Linked DNA regions of Rattus norvegicus: region 1 is linked to region 2. The links are chromatin contacts, called in public Hi-C maps. All regions are on one chromosome and are shown on one strand. The core of a region is the stretch at or near the end of the contact, and the rest is flanking DNA. Distances in the headings are between cores, read along the strand shown. Region 1 overlaps Pard3 (par-3 family cell polarity regulator). Region 2 holds the start of Pard3 (par-3 family cell polarity regulator).

Evidence for each region. A called contact is a pair of places that touch in the nucleus more often than the background predicts.
Region 1: a contact with region 2 is called in a Hi-C map of liver, with 9 times the contacts expected there. The contact joins the enhancer-like site here to the promoter of Pard3 in region 2. A contact is called at or near these places in 9 of 12 Hi-C or Micro-C datasets (the A7r5 cell line, Schwann cells, frontal cortex and 5 more) and 1 of 1 datasets of contacts at active chromatin or transcription factors (oligodendrocytes).

What each region holds. Positions count from the first base shown.
Region 1 is chr19:72,052,371-72,058,561 of GRCr8, forward strand. The region is part of intron 1 of Pard3 (par-3 family cell polarity regulator); the gene reads left to right. Among named protein-coding and RNA genes, the nearest start is that of Pard3, 78 kb to the left of the region's middle. Within about 2 kb of position 3,116, at least 3 of the 93 cell types and tissues checked have an H3K27ac peak or open chromatin away from gene starts, as enhancers often do. A contact at or near this core is called in liver, where this site is marked.
Region 2 is chr19:71,973,714-71,979,984 of GRCr8, forward strand. It overlaps Pard3 (par-3 family cell polarity regulator), which reads left to right and starts at 3,790. Exons shown (of 25, transcript NM_031235.2): 1 at 3,790-4,168. The coding sequence starts at 4,049.

The DNA.
Region 1 (6,191 bases), core at 1,866-4,365, 78 kb after region 2:
GGGTAGGTCTTCTCATCTCAAACGGTTAAATCAATTTGCAGGGTGTAACTTCCTTTAATGAGTCTTCAGTTAAGTGCAAACCTGGGGGGGGGGATTTCAACCTCACAACTCAGAGTGTGTTGGAATGCTTAGATTCCATCTTGCATTTAAGATATTTCAGATTTCCACAGCCTCACTCTTTCTTGGTTTTTATGTCTTCAGAGATGTCGGGTGACTGTAGGACTTTAAGGATTTCTCTGTAAGGATAATTTCCTGGCATAAAACTCCCGATGCTGTGTTAAACACAACACGTTATCTAGATAATTTATATCCTCAGCGAACATATGGATCTTTTTATTTCTGCTTCTGGGGGATGAGCAGGGAAAGTTCAGGAATGCAGTGGCAGCATCGATACGGAGTTAAAGGAGGCAGGCACTCCATGGCCCTTAGTGTGAGCGCTGTGCAGCGGCTGCCGTTTGCTTTCGTGGCTCATCAGTTAGGACGGGATCAGGGCAGAACAGGGTTTGCTCTGTCTCTGCAACCTGGACGTTCCCTATGTGGGAGAGCTGGCCACTAGTGAGTTCATCTTTTTATTTGGATGAAGCTTACAAATGATTCTGTATGTCAGAGTTGTGTATTTCACTGTGAGTATATATGCTGGTGTGTGTGTGTGAGTGTGTGTGTGTGTATGTGATTGTGTGTATGTGAGTGTATGTGTATGTGTGTGTATATGTGAGTGTGTGTATGTGAGTGTGTGTGAGTGTGTATGTGAGTGTGTGTATGTGAGTGTGTTTATGTGAGTATGTGTATGTGAATATGTGTATGTGAGTGTGTGAGTGTGTGTGTGTGCCTGCGTGCCTGCCTGTGTGCATCTCATGGCACACACAGAAGTTCAGAAGTTGTCATGCTTGTGTGACAACTGTCCTTATCCAGTGAATCACCTGGCCCACCTTGAAGCACTCGCTATGTAATTTGGTTGGCTGCCATCTTTGGCAGTGTTCTCTAAATGTGTAGTCCAGGCTGACCCCAAACTCATGATGATCCTCCTGCCTCCACTTCCTTCAGCAAATCCTACAGGCATGTGCTACCACAACCAGCTGGAAGTGTTTTCTAAAAGGCTATTTTATTAATTGTAAGTTCCCTTCCTCCCTCCCTCTCCCTCCCTCTCTCTGTCTCCCCTCCTCCCTTCTTCCCTCCCCCTCTCCCTGAGGATGGAGTTAGACCACGTGCCAGCCCAGGAGGAGAGGCCGAGAGCACCCCACATCTTATCCTCAAACTGAAGGATACGTGAACAGCACTGGCAGGATTTTATTCTGGCATCAGCATATAGGATTTAGAGCAGAGAGAGGTGAGGCAAGGACAGAAAGAAAAATCTTAAGGACTTCAAAGTGCTCATAAATCATCTGTTTATAAACTTGGATCATATATATATATATTTTTTCAAACGAACCCATCTGCCTATTGACTTGTGTTCAGACTTGCATCAGCTCAGTGAATGCCAGCCATTTCAAAAGTCCAAGGGAGTCGCTCTATGCCTCCGTGTGTGCCTGGTTATAAAGGAATGACCCACTGGGGTCTGGCCAGGCATGCCCTGGCCACAGAGAGGGTGTTAGAAAGGAATGACTTTCACACTGTCACACAGAACCAGGCTTCTCCTTTCCTGCCTGCTCCAGTGGCTTCTGAGGTGCCCGTAGGCGTGTGTGCCTGCGGCCCTTGTGCCAAGGAGAGTCTTTCCATGACAGATTCACCCACTACACTGCATAAAATGGTATGGGGAAGTAAGTGTGTGTGTGTGTGTGTGTGTGTGTGTGTGTGTGTGTGCGCGCATCATACATGTTCATGAGCATGGGTAGGTATGTGGATGTCTCTTGGATGTTCTCTTTCAGGTTGTCCATTTTGGTTTTCTGAGACGGGATTTCTCTGGCTTATGGAGATAACCATGTAGGCTTGGGTGGCTGCCGGCCAGCCCTAGGGATCCACCTGTCCCCATCTCCCCCATAGCAGGATGGCAAGTGGGTGCTACTATCCTTGGTCTTAAGAGTCCTGGGGAATTGAAGTTCCGCCCCCCGCTGGCCAGGCACAGCACCTTTTTGACTGAGTTGCCTCCCTGGCTCAAGTTGGCTGAATTTTTTGCGGGCCAAAGGGCAAGCATGTTAGCTGTTGGTATTCTATCTAAGCTCCACCCCCACATGTACCTAGCAGCAGCCAGGTATGCTCCGCCCCACAGTTGCCTGGCAACAGCAAGGTATGCTCCGCCCCACAGTTGCCTGGCAACAGCCGGTTGTGCCTGACACTATATAAGGGGCTGCTTGACCCCCTCTTGCTCTCTCTTGCTCTTTGCTCTCTTCTCTTCCCTGCTCTTCCCCTTTGTCCCTTCTCTCCCCTTCCCCGCCTTCCCTCCACATGCTCATGGCTGGCCTTTGTTCCTCCTCTCTTCTACTCTTCTCTCGTTAAACCTCCCCACGTGGAAACATGTTAGCTTGGTGTGTTCTGTCTGGGAAGCGAGCCGAGATTTAGACCCCCAACATTAGTGATTTTGCATCAGTTCCTTACTGGACAGGTGGAGCCATAGCTGAGGGATTTTTGCTGTCCAAACCTACTAAGTTTGTTACCGACAGAGCAGATGCTGAAAAGGGAGGTCTGCGGACAGGCAGGGAAAGAGGCCCTTGAGGCCTCTGAGACTGCGCAGTTACAGAAGCCTTGGAAGTCTGTCCTCAGGGAGGGAAATGTAAGGCCGTGATGCCAGCATAGTAAACTGTGAGATGCAAGGCTGAGTTTTCAGATATCATTGCCTCTGTTTGCTCTAATGTGGGTCAAAAAATAGCCACAGCAGAGAGCTTTAGGAAATGGCATGGCTTCTGTGGACGACCGGAACATATTTTAGGCAGAAATCGTGAGCGATCCATTGATTATCCACAGAGAACTTTAAAGCTGCAAGGACTCAAACTCATTCCTATCTTTAGAAATTGATACATAGATACCACCTTTTCCTGTTATGGGGGAGTGTGGGCTCCCCACTGACCCCTCCAAGTGTTAGCCCAAGACAGCAGAATTAGTCACATCAGCCAGTCAGGTAAATAAATGCTGTTTCAGGAGCTGTGGCGACATCGCTTGTTTGCACAGTAACTTTTGTTTCTCAGTCATGGGAAACCTGTCATCCTGTTGGCCCCAACTGTATACCTCCCTTAGTGTGTCTGGGTTGCCCTGGCAGGTAACTACTGGTTAACTAACTGGTAGCTACTGATTAACTAACTGATAACTTCTGGTTAAGCTGATAGATCTGAGGATTCCTCGGTGTCTTTAAAGACAGATTGACATTGAATATTTAAGTCTTCTCAAAAGATTTCACAGCATAAAACAGGTTCACATGGCTGAGAAGCCTAAGTCCCCCTTTGATGATCTTGGCTCAGGTTTCTGAGCAGTGACTAGAGGCCCAGAGCTATTTGAAATACTTTAGTTTTTGAAGCTTGCATCTCATAGTTGAATTGCACAGATAATCACAATACCTACCTTTCTCTCTCTCTCTCTCTCTCTCTCTCTCTCTTTCTTTCTTTCTTTCTTTCTTTCAGGTAGCCTAACCATCTATCATCTTTTTCCTGAGACTGGGTCTTACTCTCAGGCTGGACTCTTAACTCATTATTCTCCTACCTCAGCTTCCTGCATACTGCGAGGACAGGGGTGTGCTAGCCATTTCCCCCATTTTAAACTACTTTAAACTATTGGGTTCATTGAACCCTTCTTGCGCCTATGCAAATTAGGTACTGCTGCATTTCTCTGAGTGAAAACTAGGGAAATGGCCGTGAAGCGTTTCCTCTGACTGTCCTTACATTTAGCTCCTAGGCGTCCATTTTCATGCCTGAGAACCTGTGAAGCTCACAAAACAGAAATTGCCATGCCTGGCTTGGGTGTTGTCTCCTTAGTCTTGCTTTGTTCTTTGGCCCACAGCATCCAGTAGACTGCGGGATGTGTCTGCTGGTTAGGGCTAGGGTTACCGTTGCTGTGATGAGACACCATGACTAGAGCAACTTGGGGAGGAAAGGGTTTATATGGCTTAGGCTTCAGTGTCACTGAAGGAAATCAAGGACAGAAACTCAGACAGAGCAGGAACCCTCGGGCAGGAGCTGATGCAGAGGCCACAGAAGAGTGCTACTTCTCTCTACTAGCTTGCTCCCTATGGCTTGCTCAGCCAGCTTCTTTTAGAACCCAGGGTGACCCCAACTATAATAGGCTGGGCCCTCCCCCGCCAATCACTAATTAAGAAAACGTCCTACAGGTTTAGCTACAGTCTTACAGAGGCTCCTCCTCTGAGATGACTCTGGCTTGTGTCAGGTTGACACAGAACTCTCCTGACAGAGTGTGTGGGATTGCTTGTGGGAGGTAGCCCATTGACAGTGCTCCTTTCCATCTTTTGTCTTGAAATTACACATAATAAATGTGCAAATCCATGTCACGTGCCAAATATTAAGATCCTTGCTTTATGAAAACCGACCCATTTGATTAGTAAACATCTTATTGACGTTTCTGCATCTTTGAAATTTTTTTCTTTTTGGGTGTGTGCACCCTGCTTACCGAAGTGGCAATCAGGTTGTTTGAATATTTGATTGGGATCAGGGACAGGATAGGCGGTTACTTATAATTCAGTACTTTACTGAAAAGTTTAGACGAAGTCATTAGAAGACTTAGAATTCTTTTTTTCTGACAGATTTAGAAATACAGGAGCATCTTAAAGGAGCAAGAGTCAACAAAATCAGAACGGAGCTGAGTGGTAGAATTCTTATCTGTCTGCTGGGGTCTGGGCTCTACTTCAGTACTGCAAAGAAAAGACTTCTCCAGTAAGATGAGGTGTCGGAGGAGTGGAGGGAAATAGGCAAGAGAATGGGGGGTGGGGGGATGGGCAAGCTGTTTAAAGCAAGCATGGGTTGGAAAGTCGAGTGTGTGTGTGTTTGTGTGTGTGTGTGTGTGTGTGTGTGTGGTGTGTGTCTGAAGGTTGACTTTTATCACTGTCCACTTTGCCTTTTTAACTGCTAGTTGCATGCACACACACACATGTATGCTCAACATTAGCGTGTGCCAACCAGAGGGATTGGCAGCAGGAGTCAGCTCTTTCCTTCCAACCTGCACCCTCTCACCAGTCCTCAGGTTCTGAGTCAGATTTTCTCCCTTGAACCTGGTCCTTGTCATTTCAGCTGGTGTCTGGATTCATAGTCCCCGTATGATTTTTCTGTTTCTGCCCTCTAGCACCTGGTTACATAGCTTCCTACTCTGCCCAGTGCTTACATAGGTGCAAGGGATCCCAACTCAGGACCTTACACTGCAAACACCTTTACACATGGAGATATTGTCTCAGCGCCCCCAACCATGGTGTAATTTCCCACCACAACACATTTTTTTTATCTTTATTAAATTGGGTATTTCTTATTTACATTTCGATTGTTATTCCCCTTCCCGGTTTCCGGGCCAACATCCCCCTAGCCCCTCCCCCTCCCCTTCTATATGGGTGTTCCCCTCCTCATCCTGCCCCCATTACCACCCTCCCCACAGCAATCACATTCACTAGGGGTTCAGTCTTGGCAGGACCAAGGGCTTCCCCTTCCACTGGTGCTCTTACTAGGCTATTCATTGCTACCTATGAGGTTGGAGCCCAGGGTCAGTCCATGTATAGTCTTTGGGTACACAACACATTTTTTAAAGATGTATTTATTATATGTATATGAGTACACTGTCCTCAGACACACCGGATCCCATTACAGATGGTTGTGAGCCACCATGTGGTTGCCAGGAATTGAACTCAGGACCTCTGGAAGAGCAGTCAGTGCTCTTAACCACTGAGTCATCTCTCCAGCCCTGAATTTTTGTTTTTTAACCTTAAAAAGTTACGTAGAAAAACTTAAATTGTATTATTAGCTTTATAGAAGCTTAAAGTTGATCATTTTCTCTTGAACGCTTTAGTCATTCACACTTCAGGTTAAAGTATTTGAATGCAATCATGATGTTTACTTTAAGAGTGTTTTTGCCCTGATGGACTCAAGAGCGCTTTTTTTTTTTTTTTTTTTTTTTTTTTTTTTTTTTTTAATTCTGCAGAATGGGACACATCTGCTTACGCTCACAGACTGCCATCTGCTGGTGGCTTGGGTTTGGACACTAGTAAGAGACCTGTCTCCAAAATAAAGTTGGAGCAGAAACTTAGCAACAGGGTTTCAGTAGCCTGAGCA
Region 2 (6,271 bases), core at 2,540-5,039:
ATTATATATGTACTCTCCAAGTAGGTCAGTGAGCCCCAGGGCTCCACCTGTCTCCTCCTCTCCACATTGAGGTTAGGCATTGAGTTTACATGTATACCACCAAACCTGGCTTTTGTTTTGGTTTTTGCCCCCCACCCTCACCCAACCCAAGGTTTCTGGGAATTGAATGGAACTATCTTCCCAGCTCCTACCTCCTTCGTTTTGAGTTATTAACGTTCTAAGTGTGAGCTGCTTGGTACAATGATTTCCCTACACATATGAAGGGTGTGAGTGTAGCTGGATAGAATTGAAGTTATATTCTGTGGGGTCACATGTACCCATCTGAACATAGGCACAAAGCCCAGATAAACCCTAATTAAGTCTCAGAACTCTCTGGGGTATTCATAGCCAGTTGAATCAATTAGCTGTGAAACAGAAATACAAAGGCCTTGATTATTTTTTAACTAGAAAATGCAGAATATAAAAAAGCAAATGCATTATAAGATGTTTACACAATGACCTTTGACCCCTGACTTTGATAATTTTGTTTCTCAAAGAGACCAGGTTTGCTTTAGTGCTTACCTCAGACGAGAAGCTATTTGCTAAGCTGAATATTTTATTGACATGAAGGAGGTTTGGCTATGATCCATCTTTATGGTTAGATGTTATTTGAGGAATATAGTGGCAGAAATAAATTATTTGTCATAGAATTTTATGTTTTTTTTAAGACAGCAAAGTGTCTGGCATCTAAAAAATTACAAAGCATTAGTTTTTTATTAATTTTTAGCATATTCATTGTTCATGTATGTAAAAAGCAGGGACTAATGATACATCTGAGTTGGCAGAATGCTTGGTCAGAACGTATAAAGCCCCAGATAATAATACCACCAGCATTTTGTAAACCAAGGGTGGTGGCACATTCTTGTAATCCAGCACTTGGAGGGTAGGGGAAGGGATTCAGAATTTCAAGATCATCCTTAAGTACATAATGAGTTAAAGACCAGTCCTGGACATGAGAAACTACGAGAAACTATATCTAGAAGAAAAAAAAAAGGACTCAGTACAATTACTCAATATGGCTGGTTTAGGATCTGAATGGAAAGATGTCTCAAGACTCCAAGGCATGGGAATTCAGTCCCGCCTGCAGGCACTGAGCCCACCCACCTAACAAAAGCTTTGAGGATGTTACAGAACTACACCAGTGAGCTATGGAAAGGTTAGTATATGGTAAATATTCCAGCAATTACATTTTAAGATGTTACCATGTTTCAGGACCTCAAGTTGAAGGTGCTGTACTAGGGAGGGAGGCACACTTTCAAGAGAGGAGACATTTGATTGACATCTCTTTAGCTGTTTATCAAAGCTTAGGACATCTTCAACTGTGATGTATACGATTAATGATAACCATATCTCTATTCAACTAGCCAGATAAAGTATTCATCATCATCACCACCACCACCACCACCACCACCACCACCACCACCACCACCATCACCATCACCATTATTATTTACAGTACAGGGTCTCATGTAGTCCAGGCTGTTCTTGAACTTTGCTATATGTTTGTGAACTACCTGCTATGTATCTTTAAATTACTTGCTATATGTTGGGGTTACAGATGTGGACCACGAGAGCCAGTTTTTAATGGAGCGTTAGAGACCAAACACAGGGCTTTGGACATATTAGATAAGCATTCTATTAGGTATATCCCAGCCCTTGCCCAGTTATGCCTCTGACTTTGAGATTTCTTTGCTCACCTTCCTCAGTCATTTGTTAGCATCCTTTAAACCATGGCTGCTTATATTATGTGCTCTCACGTACTAGCATATATTAAGATTTTTAATATAAAATTTTGTTCGATCCTCACAATTTATGAGATGCGTCTCACCAATTTCTTTCCTCAGCTGGTAAAGACAAGGCTGGAGAGGGTGTGAACATCACAGTTGAAAGTACTAGTGTTAAAACTTAGAACTTAATTTAAATCAGTGCTATTTTTTTTTTGACAAAGCCCACTAGCAACTTTATACTCCTCCCATGTGGAAAAACAGAAACACCAACTCTAATTACCCATAATTATTTGTGGGCGAAAGTGTTTTTATTTATATTTTATTTAATTATTCTCTATTCTCTCTCTTTTCTCTCTCTCTCTCTCTCTCTCTCTGTGTGTGTGTCTCTCTGTGTGTGTGTGTCTGTGTGTGTGTGTGTGTGTAGGTCAGCGAACAACTGTGGGGCAGTTCTCTTTTCCCATCACGTGGGATCTGGTGGGATCTGGAGTTAGAATTCAGAATTCAGTTAGAATGCAGGCTGAGCCGTCTTGCTGGCCCATGGACCCAAGCATTGCTAAAGTCCAAAACAAGAAAACCTCAGCAGGACTCACTGACATAGTGTGACCAGCATAATCACTTGAAGACAAGTAGAATGATGTAGTCATGTAGAGGTAATAAGAGTCTTTCCCAAGGCTGCGTGCCTTCAAGCATTCTCTTGTGGGCTTTGGGAGAGTGAATTCTCGACGGACACCTGAGAGGATGATTCATGATGGTATCGTTTGCTGGGATCGGCGATCATCCGGTGGACTAAGAGTAGTCAGACGGGAAAAAATGTGATGTTTCCTCTGACCTAGAGCCGCAAGGCCAAGGAGACTGCAGGATTCTGAAAAGCCAAAGGACTTCTTTGTTTTGCTTATTTTAAAAAGGGAGGAGGGATGGATGGACAACAGCACCAGCTGTAAGTGCTCAAATCCTGGGGTTCACAGGCGCTTTAACAGGCTCAAAATATCATGCAAATTAACTGCCAAACTGAACTTACTGTATTGTGTGAGATAAACTCGGGTCATCAGCGAGTGGCTCTCTTGAAGTTTGCCATTCTTTGAAGACAACGTTAACATTTATTTAGGGACCACATCTTCTAAGAAAGACGGAAAGCAGCTCCAGTCACTTGTCTAGACTTGGTCCACGTTGTTATTAAACATCTTAGAATTTGTATATCACCCACTTTCTTTGGAGTTGGGGGTGTGTCAGTGAATTATGAGGCAGCCTTAGCAGCGAGGGAATATCCTATCTAGAACAGCCTTCCCTTTGAGCATTCGGGCGGTATTTTTTCAGAGGGTTTTAGGTTGCTTAGATTGAGGAATTTTCAAGAAACAGATGTATTTGAACTGCGGTGTTAAGTCCTGCTTATTTAAACAAGTGGGTCACCAAGAAACTTTTAGGTAAATAGTGGCCTCAAGAGGAAGTACCAGGGCGTCCACGCGTCTCCAACCTTTCTCGGGAGCAGCCAATTAATCTCTGCTACAGAACAGCGCCGCCCGGCCTTGCACCGGAGTCAGGCACTTAGGATAGAAACCCTGCCTTGCCGCGGGGCAGAGAGAGACCTGGCTTGGAGCTTCCTCCATAGTCCGCTTCCATTCTTCGCGAGCGCGGCTCAGTGGCTCTCGGGCTTTAAAAGCGTTTCCGAACTTAAACTGCTTTCTCCCAGGAAGGGGATTAAAAGTCACAAAGAAAGGAAGAGGACCTCGTTGGAGACCTCTGGGGGTGAGGGTGGGGCGTCCCGGAGTAGACCTCCTAGAGCAGCCTACGGCAAGTGGGTTGGAGGAGGACGCGCCCTGCCCCGCGCAGGCCCAAGCACAGCGCCGCGGGTTGCGACGCGCGTCGCCGTGCGGTGAACCGAGCAGCCGGGCAGCGGCGGAGGCCTCGGGGCGCCCCGCCCTGCGCCTCCTCCTGCCGCCTGCGCGCGGTGCTGTGCGCCCAGCCCTCTGCTGCTCCTCCTCCCTGCCTCGCCGTCCCCTCCTCGGAGTCCCGACTAAGCGCTAGCGCCACACGGCCCCGGGCCGCCGCCGAGCGCGCCAAGACGCCGAGACGCCGAACAGGTGGCCGGAGGCTGCAGGCGCCCGGGCGGGGACAGGCGAGGGCAAGTGAAGGCGGCCGGGCTGGACATGGTAGCCGGGCAGCTCTGTGCGGCCGCCTGCTCGCGCCCCTAGCCGCCGGCGCGCCGGCGCAGCGGCCCCACCGCGCCCTGCGTACAGTCTCCCGGCCCAGCGGCGCTCGGGCCACGGACGGCGAGGGACGGCGGCATGAAAGTGACCGTGTGCTTCGGGAGGACCCGGGTGGTCGTGCCGTGCGGAGATGGCCGCATGAAAGTTTTCAGCCTTATCCAGCAGGCGGTGACCCGCTACCGGAAGGCCGTGGCCAAGGTGAGTGGCCTGGGGCGCGCGGCGGGGAGCGGACGGGGGAAAGGCGCGGGGATCAATATGGCGCTTCCTGGAGACGGAGGAGGGAGACCGGGAGGCGGGGAAAGGGAAAGTGCGGCAGCTGGGCCGCCTCGCCGGCGCCCCCGGCCCGGACCCGCGGCCGTAAAGTTCTCGGCGCTCTCCAGCTGGGCCGCGATCGCCACCCGCGCGGTCTCTGGACACTGTCTGGGTCTTCCGGGCTTAGGAGTGGGCGGCCGGGTGCTCAGAGCCGGCACCGGGCGAAGCAGAGTGCGGCACGCGGGAGGCGCGGCGCTGCCTGGCGGGGCGCCTCTGCCCGACCGTCTGCGGGTCCTGGCAATCCAGCTCCAGGCCTCTCCCGGAGCAGGCCTGTCCCGGAGGGTTGCCTACGGAACTTTGGGGTGTGTGGAAAGAGTTGAGCGATCTGGTACACGCGGGAGCCGCAGGCGGGCCATGTACCCTCTGTGTTCTTGCGGGATCTCCGGGTCGCGCGGGCAGCCCTGGTTGGGTCGGCCAGGCTGATGGGCTAAGGTGGGGGCGATGGAGTGGCTCTGGTGCTCGGCTCCTTAAAACACCTCAGCCTAGACTCGCTTAGCCCATGAGCTAACTCCCTCTGGATCTTTACCCATACCTAGCTGGATGTGCTCCAGTGTGGGCCTGGGGTCGGAGTATCCTCGATTTCTCTGTTTTCCTCATAAAGAACATTGTCTCCATTAAACCGCATTCCTCCATAATAGGTCAGAAGTGGAAGGGCGTTTTGTAGGTTCTTTTACCCTCTGTGTTTGACAACAGCCCACGCTGAAGTTTCGTTCTAGCACCTGAGGATATTTCCTTTGTATGAGAGTGGAATGTGTTCCCTTTGGTATTTCCCTGTCTGTTGTCTGTTCAGTGGCCTGCCTTCTGTGACTTCGGAAGCAAGCAAGAGGAAAAGGTGGCTTTGTCTGCCTATGTCGCCGAATGCTCATGGGCCACCCTCCATTTTTCTCTGAAATTAAGAAAGGGCAAAATGGTTACACCATTGTTTTGTTTTGTTTTTAGTCTGTGTTGGAAAAATAACAAGATTTTTTTTTTTTCTTTTAAGGAAACTTTGGGTGATGGTTGGGAATCTGGTACAGGGATAGGAGATGCCGAGTTCAACAGCTGTAAGTGTTCTTCCAGTTGGTCGAACTCATTGAAAAATCAAACAACGTTAGTGGAAATTGGGCACCTGTTTATCTTGTAAAGCTGACAAGAGGGGAAATCCTCTGTAACTTCACACTTAAGTGTTTTAAGCATCATTTCTGACTGACAGTTGGTGATTTAACATTGTAAGGGAAAACCAGGCTGTCTTTGTATTCTGCCGACGAACACCATTAGTTGTGAAAGAAAAGAAAAATGGCAGTAACATATGTAGAATATAGAGGTGCGCCTACTTCCAGCTCAGACAGCATGACAATGTTGGCCTCTGCTTCGCTGATTTTGTTTGTAAAACTAGCCGTGTTTTATCTTGCACACCCTGGGCAATGGTCAAGTTGCCTGTTGGGAAATACACACAGGCCACTGACTGACTGCATTACTGATTTTCCATAGGAATTAAACACTCACTATTTCAAGTCATATTGAGTATTTATTGTGTTGTGGGTGCTGGGCATCAAAGGGATCCATGGGCTTCGTTGTAGATGATAGATTGTGAGAGTCTGAGACAAGGTTCTTGTGATTCCTCAGGTGAGGACAGCTGTGGTGTTTGCCGTGGGGAGATGTTGTCCCGGGGAGGTTGAAGGATGGAGTTGAGGGCTCTTGCTGATAGATGTGGGCTGGTCTTCACTATCAGCAGTGACTGTTCCACAGCGAAGGGAGAGGGGTGGTGAAAGGGTCGCAGAAAGAGTAGACGGGCTGTGTGACTAACAGTTGTGAGAAGACCGGGTGGGAGGAATGAGAGATTGTGACATTGGAGTTACAGATAAGGCAGTCAAGGGTGATTGACTGGTTCCAAAAACTCAGTTTAGGAGGTGGGGTGTGTGTGTGTGTGTGTTGTGTGTGTGTGTGTGTGGTGTGTGTGTATGTGTGTGTGTTATGTGTGTGTGTGTGTGTGTGTGTGTGTGTGTGTGT